2 separate regions of the Zea mays genome follow, and region 1 is linked to region 2. The links are chromatin contacts, called in public Hi-C maps. All regions are on one chromosome and are shown on one strand. The core of a region is the stretch at or near the end of the contact, and the rest is flanking DNA. Distances in the headings are between cores, read along the strand shown.

Region 1 (6,452 bases), core at 826-3,325, 130 kb after region 2:
TCTATTTAGGTGTTATATGTGTTTGCTCTTGTACTTGATGTGCCGATAGAAGGTTGGTGACTTGTTTGCATAAACCCAAAACTAGGCCATGTTCTTATTTAGTGAACCATGACCCAAAGTTGATTTTTCCGTTATCCCTCCATGATGCCTTTAGTTTCCTCATATCTATCGAAGGCAAACCAACTTAATCTTATGATTGTTTCCCTCGGTATCTAATAGATACTAATCCTTGATCTTGTAATCTCTGCAATGGGCATAGAAATATGCTTGGGGCTGAATTAAGAGTCTCCCGTCATGCTCCTTTCATCAAGTTAATTATGGCCATGCCTTGTTCATTTCGTCGGTCCATGATCTATTTGACTCTCTACTTGTAATTATTCTGACAAGTAGAGTATGTTTGTATATTATCATCCTTGCTCAATCCATTTGTGTGGCGCGAGACTTCTTATTGGTTACGTCTAGTAATGGTGTTATGACTAAAACCGATGGTGCCGCGACGAAACCGAGGGCCTCTTGTGAATGTACACACATGATTGTAGCGGAGGGAGCCCCTGGAATTCCCGAGAGTGGCATGTTCGTTTGCTGGTTGGCTTGGTGCACCGGACACTGTCCGGTGCACCAAAGGCAGCACACTCTAAGTCCTTTTGCTCCAAATTTGATTGTGTCCCTAACTGAATTTTTTTCTTGGTTTATGTTGAACCTTGTGCACATGAGATACATGACATCTAGACAAACTAGTTAGTCCATGTGGTTTGTGTTCGACGTCAACCACCAAATCGATTATAGGAAATGATTAGGTCCATTTCCCTTTCAACTACGAGGCCTTTACAAAGTTCCACTAGCTTCAGAAAACCTGCTATAGTTTCGAGGGAGCGTAATGCAGGAATCCCCCGTCTGACCGCCATCGCAGCAAAATCAACCCGAGAACCTCCCTACACGCCAACTCCCCTACTACGCTTTCTCTTTTCGGGTAAGGTAGATCTCCACTAGCTTTCCTAATTAGTCAGCCAAGGGCGTCCCATTCCACCCTTATGGTGGCACGTGTTTCTCAAGTTATGCTCCATGTTCCAATTAACATAATAGTCTTATCATGAACAGAAATAGAACAATAATAATAAAGAATGACCATGTGTAATAGTTATCTTAACACCCAAAAATATATATATAGCAATAGCAAAGACTACCCAAAAGTAAAGGGGTAAACAAGGTGTAAAGATGACCAAACTAGGGTGACCTATTTGGTCCCATCAAAATTAAGCTTATGCATACCAACATGATTATAGAGAATATTATTGGGTAAATAAAAGTGGTCAAGGTCACAACTTGCCTTCAATGTGCTCCTGCTCAGTAACTTCTACCTGCTGAACACCTGGGTCCTCAATCACTTGCTCGTCTACTCGCCACAACATAAACAAACATGGCACAAGAAAAATTAATCATCACACCAAATAGAGGAATATATTGTATGATAATATTCTACGCATCACAATGAGATTGTAAGAACAAGAATCACTAAATTCGGAGTTACGGATAATAAGTTATGATTTTCTGAACTTTTTATGTGTTTGGTACAAAATTAACCATGTGATTCATTTTAATCTAGGTTTTATGCTAAAACAGAGTTATTAACTGATAAATAATATTAATACAAAATTAATGCAACTGGAATGGATTAAAAAGGAGTTAAAATGAATTTTCTAGGAATTAAACAAGGTTCGAGAATTATTTTTACACTGAAAATCGTTTTCTAAATTCATTACCCTGATTTTCTAACCCTTTGTACCGCGCGCACTAATAACATAAAGTTTAGGGGTCTACTTACAATTTTACAGGGCACACTTGTGATTATTTTGTATAAGCAGTGGACCACGAGTTCATTTACTAAAACCCGAGGGGTTCATACGCAAAAAGCCAGCATCGAAGGGGTATCGACACAACTGAGCTGTCCGATCAGTGTCCTACGCTTCAGATTAGAATCACGCTCGCGATGAAGCGACACGCGAGGAGAGCCATCGGATTCCAGATCTATGGTTCAGATTTAACAAAGCGAACGAAGAAACAGTACCTAATCGCAGCCCTTGGATTACGCATCAATGGTTAGGATCCAACTGACCATGGCATATGCGCACGTGCCCGATCTTCATCTATCAGTGCGTATCAAATCACCGAATTGGTACGCGACTACCAATCTCAACCATTGAACCCAAGATCAACGGCAGTCGTGCATCCTCTTCCCCTCGATAGCCCAGGATGGCGGCATGCACCTACACGGCGGCGCACCACACCGGCGAACTATGGATTTGCATCCTAGTGTTCCCAATTCGCAACAAATCCATCATACGCGAAGTAGAGATGAAAGCGAAACCAGTGGAGGGAGCTTTACCAGAGGTGCCGATGAGGGGAGTACTAACAACACCGATGCGCGGTATGGTGCTCCCGCAACCCACTGATGAGCAATTCACCCAGCTCTGTCGGTCCTTCCCTTGATTTGCGGTTGCAGACTACTTCCCTAGGCATTGACGACTCTCCTTGGCCACACCCCGAGGATGGAGACCCGACACCGCCGAGAACCACCGGTGGCGGCCCAAATCGCTCCCTCGTTGTCTCCCTCTTTCACCACGATAATGCTTTTTTTGGCTAGATGCGGGTGGCGAACCAACAAAGGACCCAGGGCACATCGGCAGAATCCTTATGTAGGGCGAAGAAGGGGGATAAACGAGATCAAGCCTAACAACCCCGGCCGAAGCGCACGGGTTCGTATCTGCTACGTGTCGGATGACATGTGGGTCCCGCACGCCATATGCACAGGCAAGATTCCACCTCCGCAACGGCTTCTGCCCTAAGGGCTCCACCTGGCAGTTGACCACATGGCTGGGCGAGGGAGGGAGGCTGACAGGCAGGGACCTCATGTCAGTGTAGCACTTTGTGTGGCTGTGACGAGTAAGCTAGGCCGGTCAGGGCGCGCGTTGAATTCCAGTGGGCCGAGGCGCCAATGCCCACGCGTTCTGTTTCCCTTTTCTTTTCTCATTTCTGTTTTCTTTTCTCTTTATTTTTAGATTTCCAAATTAAATTCAAATTTTGTTGTGGAGTTCATATTTGGATCACATAGGCAAATTCACCTTCCAATATGAACAGGTGCATTTATTTTAGTTATATATTTTCTTTATATTTATATAGTATTTTCCCTTATTCTTTATATCCTTTTCAATTTCTAAATGATAATTTTGGTCTTAACTCCCAATTTGGACACTAATATATTTTTTATTAATATTATTATTATTTATAAATGCACAAACAAATAAACTCTAACATGATGCATCAGTCATTTATGTGACATTTGTTAATTATTCACTTTTAAATATAGGTATTGACATGTTATAATAAATAGAGGCAAAACATATAAGGGAGATCAATTCTCTTTTTATTATTTACAAATTGGGTATTACAAATCCTACCCTGCTTAAAAATAATCTCGACCTCGAGATTAGGAAGAACTAGGGAAGAGGTGGGGAAATTCTATTCGAAGCTCTTCTTCTCTCTCCCAAGTAGCCTCATCTTCACCGTGGTGACTCCATTGCACTTTGCATATTTTTATCACTTTATTCCTTGTAACCCGAGTCAAGGTGTCAATGATCTTGATAGGATACTCCGTGTATGTTAGATCACCTTGCACACTAAGCTCTTCCATTGGCAATTGTTCCTCGAGAACACAGAGACACTTCTTCAGCTGAGACACATGGAACACATCATGTACATCGGACAGATGATCTGGTAGCTCAAGTCGGTAGGCCATCTCCCCAACTTGCCTAAAGATTCTGAAGGTCCAATAAAGCGAGGGGATAACTTGCCTTTAACTTTGAATCTTCTCATTCCATGAATTGGTGACACCTTAAGGTACACGTGGTCACCCTCCTCAAACTCCAGTGCTCTTCTCCGGTTATCAGCATAACTCTTCAGCGAAGTCTGTGTTATCCTCAAGTTCTCTCTGATCATTCGTTCTTCTGCCTCTTGAATAATTTCAGGCCTAAAGAACTGCCTTTCACTGGTCTGATCCCAATACAAACATTTTCAGACTGGCCTAGTAACTATTATTATAAGAGAACTCAGCATATGGTAGACTCTTGTCCCAACTGCCCCCATGCTTAAGGGCACAAGCTCTTAACATATCCTCAAGGACTTGGTTAGTTCTCTCAGTTTGGCCATCAGTTTGAGGATGATAGGCTAAACTGAAGTTCAACTTCGTATCCATGTTCTCATGAAGTCTCTTCCAAAATCTTGAGGTAAACTGTGATCCTCAATTAGAAACAATCTTCTTCGGTATACTGTGTAAGCACACAATTCTAGCCATGTATAATTCTGCCAACTGAGAACCTTTATAAGTAGTCTTGACCATAATGAAGTGAGCCACTTTGGTCAATCTATCCACGACGACCCATATGGAATCATAACCCTTCAGGGTGCGAGGCAACCCGGTAATGAAATCCATACCAATTTCTTCACACTTCCATTCTGGTACTTTTAACGGGTGTAGCAGTCCAGCTGGTCTTTGATGTTCAACTTTAACTCTTTGACATACATCACACACAGCCACGTGTGCAGCTACGTGTCTTTTCAGCCCATACCACCAGTATTTCTGTTTCAGATCCTGATACATCTTAGTGCTACCAGGATGAATAGAGTAATCAGAGTCATGGGATTCCTTCAGTATAGTCTCACAAAGGCTGTCAATCTCAGGAACACATTTCTGGTTCTTGAACCATATTGTGCCTTGCTCATCCTCTATGAAGTCTAGACCTCTACCTTCAGCCATCAGATCCTTAATTGCTTGGATTATAGCACCACCGATCTGACCCTTGTGGATTTCTTGCTCCAAAGTAGGTTCCACTTCAATAGTGATCCCTTTAGTATGTGCAACTATTCCCAGGTTGAGTCTTCTAAAATCTTCTACTAACTCATCGGGTAACTAAGCAACCATAGCTACATGGACATGCTCCTTCCGACTCATGGCATCCGCAACCAGATTCGCCTTGCCCAAATGATAGTGAATCTCCTAGTCATAGTCTTTGATTAGCTCCAAACAACAACATTGCCTAAGGTTGAGATCTTTCTAAGTGAAGATATACTTTAAGCTCTTATGATCAGTGTAGACTTGGCACTTAGTTCCCATTATATAATGCCTCCAAATCTTGAGAGCATGCACTATGGCTGTCAGTTCTAAGTCATGAGTGGGGTAGTTCAACTCATGTTTTTGCAACTGGCGAGACGCGTAGGCAATAACATGTCCTTCTTGCATAAGAACACATCCCAATCCCTAGCGACATGCATCACAATATATGTCAAATCCCTTCTGTAGATCTGGCATAATCAACATTGGGGTGACATCAATCTTGACTTCTGTTGATTGAAACTATCTTGACACTCACGAGACCAATTAAACTCCTTTCCCTTCTCTAATAGTGAGGTCCTAGGCTTAGAAATCTTGGAGAATCCTTCAATAAATCATCGATTGAAAGAAAAATGGGCTTAGACATTTCCTATAATCGATTTTGGTGTTTGACGTCCATCACAAACCACGTGGACTAACTAGTTTGCCTAGTTGTCATTTATCTCAGGTGCATAAAGTTAAACATAAACCAACAAAGAGAATAAGTTGGCGAACTCTACAAGTTTGGAGCAAAGACAAGCATTGGTGCTGCCAGTGGCGCTCCAGACACTGTCCGGTGTGCACCGGACACTGTCCGGTGCCCAGGCCGAGCACCCTTCGAACTGGTTGCTCTCGGGTTTTGCTGGGAGTCGCTCCGCTATAATTCATAGGACTGTCTGGTGTGCACCAGACATGTCCGATGAGCCAATGGAGCAATGGTTAACTGCGCCCAACGGTCGACTGCGGTGAACAGTGAAAGTGCAAAGTGCAGAAGTCAGAAGTCAGAGCTACAAAGTCAGAACGCACCGGACTGTTCGGTGTGCTACCGAACTGTCCGGTGCCACAAGAGGACAAGGGACTTCAATGGTCAACCGCTCCAAACCTCAACGGTCTGCTGACATGGCAGGCACCAGACAATGAACAGTGTCATGCCCGGTGCACCACCAGACTGTCCTGTGTGCCCATCGATAGCAACGGCTAGAATAGTGGTTGGGGCTATAAATACCCCCAACCACCACCATTCAAGCCATCCAAGCCTCCTACACTTCTCATTCAATACAAGAGCAAAGGCAAAAACTCCAAAGACACAATCAAATCATTCAATCCACTCCAAGCTCCAAAATCAACTCAATTTCTTAGAGATTTGTGAGAGGATCATTTGTGTTTCTTTTGTTGCTCTTGTTGCTTGGATTGCTTTCTCCTTCCCATTCTAATTCTTTGAAGTTCTTTGTAAAGCTAGCAAGAGACACCTAAGTGTGTGGTGATCCTTGTGGGGTCTTAGTGACCCAAGTGATTAAGGAGAAACACT
Region 2 (6,250 bases), core at 2,538-5,037:
TCATGATGCTTAGTCTTGCTGCAGAAAACAAAATGTTTTGTTTTGAAAAAGATGATGCTTCACACTAGATGGGGATTTCTACAAAGAAAAGACTTATGATGGTGAATCCATCACGGCCGTGATGGGTTCAACATCTGAAAGGTGTACCTCTGTCAGGTACCAAACTTTGGGGTTTAAGTAATAAAGACGAGACCGGGCGGGTGACTTGCACGAGAAGGAAGTCTCGGTGTAGTGTCTCTGTCTGAGTCGTTTAAGGACCGAGCCGATGTAGGCTTGCTGATCGAGGACCTTTTAACTGGCCACATGCCTCATCATGGGTAAGATTTGCCTCGGTCGGACCAATACTAGAAAGGCTACCACGCAATGGGAGTGGAGAGATGGCGAGAGTAGCGTGTACCGTCCGTGGCAAGAGGCTGGACGGTGGAGTATCTGTATTCTCAGTTGGCGTGAACCCATTATGGTCTTGAGAAACCCGGGTGCGAGTTGACATATGCAAGGGTTAATTGCAACATATGTCATGTGGTTGGAGATCCCCAGCTGGGTATTAATTGATTCAGATCGCCGTTACTTCTCGGACATGAAGACTCGGTCACTGCCCTACACGTAGCAACAAGTGAACTGAAGGGGTGATAAAAGATGGCTAGTGTAGGCCAAGTGCTTGATCTAAGAATAGAAAGGAATCTAGATGCAGGTAATTACTTAACCTAATGAGTAAAATCAATTCTTAAGGATCCACTCATAGTAAGTTTTTCTTCAAAAAAGAGTCTTTGAATCTTGATAAGCTTTACCTTGGTTCCCAAAGGCCAGCATATCCTTGAGAGTCTTTTTCCTTAGACGGGTAAAACTTGCGAAGGTACACTTCGTACTCAGGGTTTTCAAACCCATGTTGTGGTAGGTGATGAAACTGCTGAGTTTTGCTGTTTCTGCTCCAAGGTTTTTCCAAAGCAAGAGGAAGAAAACTAAGACATACCTTTGGAAGGTGTTTTGCCTTCCTATGATGTAATAAGTTTATGCACTCAATACTTATGAATGTAAATTATGTTATTGTAATCCTTTGCGCTTTACTCCGATGGTCTGTAATGTCAGCGTTATGGGATAAGCGCTCTTGGGCGATGTGATGGAGATACAGATAACCGGACCTGCCGAGCCATTGAGCGCACCTGCATGACTGTCTGAAGTCCTTAGGACAAGGACATTTGTAGGTGGGCCTAATATCTTGGGAGGTTCTGTGACATTTCTGATCGAGGATCTCAGTTTACCTAAAGATTTTGGAAGAGTCTTCATGAGAATACAGATAGAAATTTGAATTTTAGCTCAACCTATCATCCCCAAACTGATGGCCAGATTGAGAGAACCAACCAAGTACTAGATGATATGTTAAGAGCTTGTGCCCTTAAGCATGGTGGTAGTTGGGACAAGTGCATACCATATGCAGAGTTTTCTTACAATAATAGTTATTAGGCCAGTCTGAAGATGTCCCCATTTGAAGCTTTATATGGCAGAAAATGCAGAACCCCTCTGTATTGAGATCAGACTGGCAAGAGACAGTTCTTTGGGCCTGAAATTATTCAAGAGGCAGAAGAACAAGTTTGGATGATTAGGCAGAACTTGAAGATAGCACAGACTCGACAGAAGAGCTATGCTGATAACTGAAGAAGACCACTGGAATTTGAAGAGGATGATCATGTATACCTAAAGGTGTCACCAATTCGTGGTATGAGAAGATTCGAAGTTAAAGGCAAGCTATCCCCTCGCTTTATTGGACCCTTCAAAATCCTTAAGCGAGTTGGGGAGATGGCCTACCAGCTTGAGCTACCAGATCATCTATCTGATGTCCATGATGTGTTCCACGTATCTCAGCTTAAGAAGTGTCTCCGTGTTCCAGAGGAGCAGTTGTCTATAGAAGAACTTAGTGTGCAAGGTGATCTAACCTATATCAAGTATCCTATCAAGATCATTGATACCTTGACTCGTGTCACGAGGAACAAGGTGATCAAAATGTGCAAAGTACAATGGAGTCATCACAGAGAAGATGAAGCTACCTGGGAAAGAGAAGAAGAATTGCGAGTAGACTTTTCCAATCTTTTCCCTAGCTCATCTTAATCTCGAGGTCGAGATTCCTTTTAAGGGGTAGGATTTGTAAAGACCAAAATTTGGATGAAATAAAAAAAATATTTATACAATAAGTCTCGGAAATTATGAAACCCTATGTGATTAATTTTTCTCTCTTCTCTTTTGCATATGTAAATAAAGAGATCAAGTTGAACAATTTGAAGGTGCATTCATGCTGATATTTTATGTGATGCATTTTATTTGAATAAAGGAATCATAAATTAAATTTGAATTCAAATTATAAATTAGAATATAAAACAGAAAATGAATAAAAAGAAAGAAAAAGAAGAAAAAGAAGAAAGAAAAACCCTAATAACAACACCAATAATAATAAAAAAGACTGACAACCCCGGACAGCCAAATGCCAAATTGGGCCTGGTCGGGGCCCATACTCACCCAAAGCCGGTCTTGTTGCTCAGTCCTGCACAAGCGCATGTGGGCGGCTATCACCACTGGCCGGTGGGTCCCGCTCTCCAGCTGTCGTGGGCACACGCGCATGCTGCGGTCCCACTGACCGATTGGACTTCTGCATGGCGATTCAATCATTCAACCAATCGCGTCGCGACCCGGGATGACGTCAAGCTATGGAGTGGAGTTAGCCTTCTCCGTTGCGATGGCTAAACCCCTATAACAGCCGCCAGCTGGGTTTATTGCGAAGAAAGCGGATTCTATTGAGATCCTAGCGCCTCCTCGACATGGTAGTGTTTGGTTGAGAAGCCAACTAGAACGGAATCATTCTATCTCTGATTTTAGGAACAGAACCGCTCTGTTCTGTGTTTGGTAAACTAGAACGGAGCAGCTCTGTTTTTTGTTTGGTTGCAGAGTAAAATTGAACAGAGCGGCTCCCTCTTTTGTTTGGTTGAAGAGTCACTGAAGTTCATCACAACATGCAGGCTCCGTCCGTGACGGTACGAGCGGGCTGAGAATGGAGTGGATCCGTCTGGTTAATTTTTTGGAGTAGAATGATTCTAGATCTGAGGAGAATATTTCCTAATTAGGGTCACTCCGTTCTAGTTACTTTGTAATCAAACAACAATAAAACTAGGACATAACACTACCTAAGTAATCTGAGACCCTCCCTTTTTCCAAACCTCTCGAGCGCCATACCAGTTTGGAAGGAGACCGGAACCCTAAGGCTAGTGTCGAGAGGCGACATTGCTGGCATACGCTCTACGACGACAAGGGCCTCGACGTTGGGCTGAGGAGTTCGGCAAGGTTGCGCGCTGGGCGCCTGGGGTCTTCCCCTGCGTGTACGGAGACTCGAGAGGAGGACTTCATCGCCATACGTTGAAGACCGGACCGGACTGCCGCGGTGCGAGGACTGCTCGCCCCTGTGTCGGACCATGGTAAAAAAACACCACTATGTTCTTCCTCGCCTTTGCCCCTCTGGCAATTGAGTATGCGTGCAGCAAGTTTTAGCCCTCGATGCACCTTGGTAGTTTTCCGGCAAGGCGCGCCGCTGGCTGGTTCACCGTCGTTAGGGGCCTGTTTGCGTGCGTAGAAGAAGAGCTGCTGGCCATCGGATGTGTGTTCTGTGGCCGGGATTTGGATTTGCCGCTCGTATGGATGGCCTCCACTCTTAATCGTTGGATCGAGGATGGGTGATCCATATCAAATCCAGACCTGCGCTATTAAGGATCGTTGGATCGATATCTGATCGTAGGCGGGGGATACCGGTTCAACATATAATCCGAGCCCTAGATCCTCGGATGAATGGCCTGGGCGCACCGTGATTGCACAGCCTTGACACTTTTCAAAAAGAGCCCTTGCACATTAAAGAAAATAACGCACCATCCCCGGGAGCCTAGGTTTCAATTCAATCAAACCCTTGTTTTTTACGGTTCGGCTCCCGAACTTCTGACAATTTAGTGGTCGTTGTCTAGTGGGCTAGGGAAATTGGTAAAGTTAATTCGAAATTAATTATTAATGCCAAAATACTTCTAAAAACCTTAGAAAATGCATAACTCATTCATTTTAACTCCTTTTTGATCCATTCCAGTTGCATTAAATTTATAATAATATTGTTTATCATCTGGTAACTTTATTTTGTTATGAAACATATTAAAATTATGCACTTAATTTGTTTTATATCTAACACTTAATCCTTCGGAAAATCATAACTTGTTAATCGTAACTCCGAATTTAGTGGTTCTCGAACCTGCGATCTCGTTACGATGCATATAATATTATTATGCATTATGTTCTGATGTTTGGTGTGATGTTAATTTCTCCTATACTATGTTTGTTTGTATTGTTGCGAGTAGACAAGCAAGCAACCGAGGATCCTGGTACTCAGCAGGTGGAAAATACTGAGCAGGAACTCGTTGAAGGCAAGTTGTGCCCTTGACCACTTTGATTTACCCAATAATGTTCTATATAATCACTTTGCCATGCTTAGGCTTAATTTTGATGGGACCCAATAGGTCACCCTAGTTTGGTCATCTTTATACCTTGTTTACCACTGAACTTCTTGGGTAGTTTCTGCTATTGCTATATGTGGTTTTGAATGTTAAGATACCTATTATTCATGATCATGCTTTATTATTGTTATTTTATTATGTTCATGATAAGACTATTGCGTTAATTGGAACATGGGGCTTAACTTGAGATAAACGTGCCACCACAAGGGTGGAATGGGACGCCTTTGGTTGACTAATTAGAAAAGCTATTGGAGGTATACCTTACCCGAAAGGGGCAAGGGAGGTAGGGGAGTTGGGGGTATAGGGAGGTTCTCGGGTTGATCATGCTGCAATGGCTTTTCAGACGGGGGATTCCTATGCCACTCTCAGAAACCCGTAGCGGGTTTTCTGAAGCTAGTGGAACTTTGTAAAAGCCTCGTAGTGTTACCCTACCTCGTGTCCTCGGTAGAGATGAATGGGACTTCTAGACCCCTTGGCAACTAGGTAGCATGACTTGTGGGTAAAGGGTACAACCTCTACAGAGTGTAAAACTGGTATACTAGCCGTGCTCGCGGTCATGAGCAGCTCAGGACTCTCGCATGATTAACTTATGGAATTAAACTCAATCTATCATATCCATCGCATTGTGGTTTTATTATTAATTTTGATCTATTATTACTCTAGTTTGATATATACTTACATTTAGTAACTGCTAATAAAACTTGGCCAACTTATTAAAAGCAATGCTCAGCTTTAACCATTATTTGTTGATCGGCCTTACACTTCACATGGGCTCCCACCTTTGATGAGTTTATACACATTATTCCCCACAAATTGTTGACCTATGATCTTTCGTGAGCTCACCATTGCGATATATAACCCCCACAGGTGAAGAGCAGGTAGCCCAGGAGGAGGACTACTACGAGGAGTACAAGGAAGTCTAGGTGGCGTCTCCTAGTCAGCTTAATGGCGCCAAGGAATAATATTAGATCGCTTTATTATTTTCATTTATTTTTGTAAGACAATTCTGCTATGTAATAATGTTTGTGACATTTATCTCTATACACTTGGTAATTATATGTGTTGTTCTTCTTTGGCGCACATATGAGACGCACCCGGCTTTACCCCTCAAATCTGAGTGTGACATTGGCATAGGATATTCATCTTTAGGAGTTGCTCTATTTAAATTGCGGCAATTAATGGACACTCTGAGCTTACCAAATTCCTTCTTATCCACCGACACAATATTAGAGACCCACTCCGCATATCTGCAAGGTCTAATAAAATTAGCTTCTAAGAGCTAGTGAATTTCGTCCTTAATCCTAAGGAGTAAGTTTGGACGAAATAATCTTGGTCTGTGCTTAAAAGGCCTAAAACCATATTTAATAGGCAGTCAATGCTCCACTATCTCTCGGCTTAATCCTAGCATCTTGGTGTACTTCCAAGCAAAACATCATAATATTCTTTTAATAAACCGAACATTTCATTTCTAGGATCGGCTTCCAGGGTCTTGTTCACAAAAGTTGGCCTTGGAGTACACCCTAAACACTAAACCTCAAAGGCCGGACCATCCGCGACATAGGACCCATGCTGCGGCACTCTCTAGCAGCAGTCGGACTGTCCGGCCTTAGGGTCCAGACTGTCCGTGATAGGGGCTGAGCCATGTGAATCTTCTTGTTTTACCTTGGATCGTCCGGCCTCGGGGGTCGGACTATCCATGACCTGGGGTATGTTCCTTT

What was found. Hi-C and Micro-C count contacts between places; a contact is called where the count stands out from the background.
Region 1: a Hi-C map of bundle sheath shows a contact between it and region 2, with 3 times the contacts expected there. The contact joins two enhancer-like sites. A contact is called at or near these places in 2 of 25 Hi-C or Micro-C datasets (bundle sheath and endosperm).

Annotation. Positions count from the first base shown.
Region 1 is chr2:228,023,261-228,029,712 of Zm-B73-REFERENCE-NAM-5.0, forward strand. No RefSeq gene overlaps it. Among protein-coding and RNA genes, the nearest start is that of LOC100216879, 53 kb to the left of the region's middle. Within about 2 kb of position 2,076, at least 17 of the 20 cell types and tissues checked have an H3K27ac peak or open chromatin away from gene starts, as enhancers often do. A contact at or near this core is called in bundle sheath, where this site is marked.
Region 2 is chr2:227,889,419-227,895,668 of Zm-B73-REFERENCE-NAM-5.0, forward strand. No RefSeq gene overlaps it. Among protein-coding and RNA genes, the nearest start is that of LOC100277340, 63 kb to the left of the region's middle. Within about 2 kb of position 3,788, at least 16 of the 20 cell types and tissues checked have an H3K27ac peak or open chromatin away from gene starts, as enhancers often do. A contact at or near this core is called in bundle sheath, where this site is marked.